2 separate regions of the Sus scrofa genome follow, and region 1 is linked to region 2. A link is a contact called in public HiChIP or PLAC-seq data. All regions are on one chromosome and are shown on one strand. Each heading gives the region's core, a stretch centred on a gene start, on an enhancer-like site or on the middle of the called end of the contact. The rest is flanking DNA. Distances are from core to core; before and after follow the strand shown.

Evidence for each region. HiChIP or PLAC-seq counts read pairs in DNA pulled down with a chosen protein or histone mark.
Region 1: an H3K27ac HiChIP or PLAC-seq map of skeletal muscle shows a contact between it and region 2. The contact joins two enhancer-like sites. A contact is called at or near these places in 2 of 47 Hi-C or Micro-C datasets (fetal heart ventricle and skeletal muscle) and 1 of 2 datasets of contacts at active chromatin or transcription factors (skeletal muscle).

The regions. Positions count from the first base shown.
Region 1 is chr14:54,800,856-54,803,555 of Sscrofa11.1, forward strand. No RefSeq gene overlaps it. Among named protein-coding and RNA genes, the nearest start is that of HEATR1, 19 kb to the right of the region's middle. Within about 2 kb of position 1,411, at least 1 of the 83 cell types and tissues checked has an H3K27ac peak or open chromatin away from gene starts, as enhancers often do. A contact at or near this core is called in skeletal muscle, where this site is marked.
Region 2 is chr14:54,687,176-54,689,875 of Sscrofa11.1, forward strand. ACTN2 (actinin alpha 2) reads right to left here. Exons shown (of 21, transcript NM_001243666.1): 13 at 640-748. Among named protein-coding and RNA genes, the nearest start is that of MTR, 36 kb to the left of the region's middle. Within about 2 kb of position 1,401, at least 4 of the 83 cell types and tissues checked have an H3K27ac peak or open chromatin away from gene starts, as enhancers often do. A contact at or near this core is called in skeletal muscle, where this site is marked.

The DNA.
Region 1 (2,700 bases), core at 161-2,660, 110 kb after region 2:
AAATCCGAGAACCAGCACATTGGTACATATATTTTCAAGTGTGTGTACTAAGTTCCTTTAGGCTATCTTTTAAAAAATAAGCCAAAAAGTTATGTAAATTTTCAATTTGTATATGTAGTGCCAAACTGCTCCAAAAACACACCATTTAATGTTTCCCCTAATCAAGTATGAGACTGATTCTCCTGCACCCCTTAACCAACATCGAATATCATATATCTTCTTATATCCTGCCAGTCTGATCAGAGAAAATGGAATCTAACTGAAACATTTTTTTTTCTTTTTAGTGCCAAAGAAGTTCCCAGGCTTGGGGTCCAACGGGAGCGGCAGCTGCCACACCCACAGCAACGAGGTATCCAAGCCATGTCTGCAACCTACACCACAGCTCCTAGCAAGGCCAGATCCTTAACCCACCGAGCGAGGCCAGGGATCAAACACGCATCCTCATGGATATTAGTTGGGTTCATAACCAGCTGAGCCACAACAAGAACTCCTTATTGAAATGTTCTTAATCTACAAAATGAAGAGTTGGAATGCACGATCCCTCAGGACATCTGGGCTCTAAAGTGCTACATGTGGAATTACATGGAAAATACAACTGCTTTCCCTAAAGACATAAATGTCTGGCATCATAATGGACTCTTCTGGGCACTTTCTGATCCGTCCACAAAACTACAATGCATGGTTGGGAGCCTTGGGAGTTCTGTTGTGGCTCAGAGGAAATGAACCCAACTAATATCGATGAGGACGCAGGTTCTGTCCCTGGCCTTGCTCAGTGTGTTAAGGATCCAGCCTTGCCATGAGCTGTGGTGTAGGTTGCAGATGTAGCTTGGATCTGGTGTTGCTGTGGCTGTGGTCTAGAACAGTGGCTAAGCTCTGATTCAACCCCCAGCCTGGGAACCTCCATATGCTGCACACGCGGTCCTAAAAAGAAAAAACAAAACAAAACAAAACCCTTCAGTGCATGGTCCTGAGAGTTTCTGCTGAGGGTTCCAGAGGAGGCAGGACATCCAATTAGAGATATGGGACCTTCATCTGAAGTGAAGGAAGACAAACATTGCTATTTTCAACAACTGTTAACTGAAAGGGAGAAAATAGTACCCTCAAAAAAGGACAAAAATAGCCACAACTATATCATCTTTTCCTGCAGTACTGAATGTATTGTAACCAAGGACAAAAGCTCAGTGTTTAAGATCTAGTGTTTGACTCCATAAACACTGGTAATCATCATGCTGACGAAACTGTCTCAGTTAATGTCTTTCCAGCTAAATTTCAGGTATTTAGATATTATGCTAATGCTAATAAAACTTTCAGTTAGTCCTCGGGTGAAAAAAAAGGCTATGACAGAGCAATGGAAAAATCTACCGGGGAAAGTTACTTTGATTGATGTGCCCTTCTGGCTGTAGCGATTAGTTGTTCCATTAAGAGTTTCTGTGTCTTTTAAGTAGCAGTTTGGAAGCCATGGCCTAGATGTAAGGCAGTGTGTCTGTGTGTGTGTGTGTGTGTGTGTGTGTGTGTGTGTGTGTGTGTGTGTGTGTGTGTGTGTGTGTGTGTGTTTCCCCCAGCTCCAAATGGAAGTAAAAGTCTTACGTCCTCATTTCTGTTAGTTTTTGTTTGATGCCTCCTTTTCTGGGAGCTCTTTTTATTTCATAAAATCCTTGTGCAGGATTTGGCTCTTTAAAACCTTTGGCTCTTTAATTTTCAATCAATCATACTATAAAAATGGAGGAAATAATTTCTAAATGGCACCTGTAAGGAAATCTATTAAGATGTTAACATAACCCCAGGACTGAATTTTACATTCACCTCCTGTTCTCTCCACCAGCTGGCTGCCTTCGTGCTTTTGACCTACAACTTTCCTGCCTTACAGAAGATTTGGGTTAGAGCATCTTCTACATCTGACTTCCATCGCCTGATCTCATCTCCTCCTTCACTCTTTCCTACTAACACAACCTGCGTTCCAGTCCTATCAGCCTGGCAGTTCGACAAACCCTCTGCTCTGAATCTTTGTGCCTTTTCACAGGTGGACCCACAGCCCACAGTGGCTTGTCCACCAGCATGTCACCCCCTTGTTTCTCTCTTTCTCTCTCTTAGGCGGGAACATTCCTGCAGCTGGTAGAAGTTCCTGGCCAGGAATCGAAACTGAGTGACTACTGTCAGATCCTTTACCCACAGAACCACCAGGGAACTCCCCCTTGTTTGTTTCTATTCAACATTTCAAGATGCCACTCCAATGTCACCTTTTCTGGGAAGATGAGCTTCCAGGGAAAGCTGACCCCTTTTGTACCCTCAATCTCTGGTTCTGTGCCTGTTAGACAGATGGCAGAGGTTATTTTAACTGGCCGCTTTCTGTACTAGATTCTGCTAATGTCTCTTTCTGGGTAAATATAGGCTCTGCGTATCAGCTATCTTTCCATCATTTATCAAAGTGCCAGGCATACTGTCGAGATGTAGTTAATGTTCATTGAATTGACTTAAATTGAATGACATAGTGGCAAATCTGAGTGTACTTAGAAACTCATTTTTTTGGTGATTTTGGCGTAAGTTCCTAGAAATCATTGTCTGATATACTACCCTTACAGATCATGCAAATTATGGGGAAAAAAAATCATATCTCTGGCATAGTGATCCCAAACTCTGTATTATTAGAAGAAGGAGGTATGAGAAAGATTTCATTCTGTTATTTTTATAGACATCTTTGAT
Region 2 (2,700 bases), core at 151-2,650:
CCTCTAGGAAGCCTGATATCACATATATTAACATTTTTCATTGTCATGAGAAGACTCAGAAGACTGATAACTGCTTCTTTGCTTTGCACCGTCTGAGTCTTCTGCAGTGAGAGAGAATCAGGTTCAGCTAAAAACCCGACACTTACTGCTGTTTATCCAAGTCATATACTTGAATAAGACCAAATGCCTCCTGCTTCTGTCTCAGATTCACTTTTCCTTACTTCAACCTGTGCTACCCTTTTCCCTACATACATCTCAACTTCAGTTCCTCCTAGTTTACTCACTCAGATGCGTCTCATAGAAGGACTTTGAGAAAAGCCCTGTGATTACCACCGAATACCAAATAGGTTTACATTGTAATCTTATCACTCCTGGATGTTGGCTTTTTAACTCAAAACTTTTTAATTTAGCCATCACTGCTGCATGGATAAATTACAGGACAAAACTACCAACTTTCTAGTTCCCTCTTTCTCCCACGTTTCCTATTCTCTGTAGACGTGCCTTTCACTAGACCACCTGTTTTGTTTTATACACCCCATGCCCCAGAAAAACAGAAAGTCCAGTAACACTGACTTCACGAAAGAGCCTCAAAAAGATTTCACGCTAGCAGGGGCGGCGGGGTAGAGGTGGGGGACCCACCTCCAGGGCCTCTCTTCTCTTCTGAGTAAGCGTCCCCAGCCTGTCCCACTGGTCACAGATTTTCTGGCACCGGTCGTTGACATTGACGGCGTCGTGATAGTCCAGTTCACTATCAGAAGGGAAAACAAAGATTAACTTTCCCAGATGGCATGAAGAAACGTGGACACGGGCTCAAATTAAACAGGTAATTTTTTGTTGGCCATGCCCATGGCATGTGGACATTGTGGGGCCAGGGAGCAAACCAACCCTCACCACAGCAGTGACAACACTAGGTCCTTAACCTGTTGAACCACCAGGAAACTCCAAATAGATAATGATTTAAAAAAAAAAAAGATCTGATGGAGAACTGGCAGAGGGCATTTCAGGGTTTTGTTCATCGTCACTATCACACACATGTTCACCATCCTCTGACAGATCAAGAGAAGAATTTGTAAAACTCTTGCTAGTCGACAGATTTCTTAACAGAGAGAAATTCTGTCTTCTCAACGCCTCGGGCTAACTTTATTCTCCCTTCGTTTTCTTGGCCAGGTCCCCGGAGTGCATTATTTTTAAGTGGTGATGGACCTGTAAGTGAAGCCAAGCATCTGACCTAGAGGACAGTCCTAGGGGCCGTGCTGAGACCGCAGTGACAGGAACATCCAATGAGTCATGGGGGTGGGGGGTGGAGGGATCAGCTTGCAGCCCATTGTGTCCTTGGCTCCCCTCAGAAGGCAATGGCTGCACGGAGCACGCTGTCCAGGAGGGACCCTGGGACTCCGTCCAGCACCTGAGGGACTCTGAAGCCGGGCAGGACAGAGAGAGCCCTTCGCCCTCTGGATAAAGAGGTCCTGACTCAGCTCATGCCTTTGGTGCGAGAGCAGAAACATGATTTCTCACTCACCGGTGACTCTTCCTCACCAGCCCTGTCTGTAACATCCTAAGGAGAACTTTGTGAGCTGAAAGAATGTGAACTTGCCATTCAGGCCAATTCTGCCATTCAAACCTAGTATCTCTGGGGAGAGAAAGCTTGAATCCTGGACAAACTTTAATCACCCCTTTTAGATAAGACAAAGGCAAGACTCAGCGAGGTTTATAGACACTTTTAGGAGACGTCTTCAAAAACAGGCCAAGGTGAGGCCCTGTTCGAGAAATTCCCTCCTGTCCTACCAACTCCACTTTCCTGAAGCTCAAGTTTATTTCTTTTGACCCTAAATTAAGGCAATGGGTGTTTATTACTTGTTTTTTTTTGTTTTTTGCGCTTAAATGACATTAATCTGTCCTTATTGACTACTACTATTTCTGAATAAAAGAGATGCATTATGGCTGTGCTCCAAGTGTCCTTTCAGTGAGTAAGAAGCCCCATCACCTAATGAAAGCTTATCCAGTTCTTAAGAGCAGCTTCCTACACACACATTTACACACAGGAACACACATGCATACACACACACCCCTCGCTAAATGAAGGGGACTATGATTCCTTATTATAACCCAAACACCACAGCCAACCAAAACACACATGCAACATGTGCACAGCCTTGAATACAAAGTGGAAACGCAGGCGTTCTCATTGTGGTGAAGTGGAAATGAATCTGATAAGTATCCATGAGGATGTGCGGTTTTTTTTTTTTTTTTTTGTTTTTGTTTTGTTTTGTTTTGTTTTTTTTTTTTGTCTTTTTGCTATTTCTTTGGGCTGCTCCCATGGCATATGGAGGTTCCCAGGCTAGGGGTCTAATCGGAGCTGTAGCCACCAGCCTACGCCAGAGCCACAGCAACGCAGGATCTGAGCCGCGTCTGCAACCTACACCACAGCTCACAGCAATGCCGGATCGTTAACCCACTGAGCAAGGGCAGGGACCGAACCCGCAAGCTCATGGTTCCTAGTCGGATTCGTTAACCACTGCGCCACGACGGGAACTCCAGGATGTGCGTTTGATCCCTGACCTCCCTCAGTGGGTCAGGGATCCGGCATTGCTGTCAACTGTGGTGTAGGTCATAGATGCAGCTCAGATCCAATTGGCTGTGGCTGTGGCATAGGCCGGCAGCTGTAGCTCTGATTCAACCCCTAGCCTGGGAACTTCCATA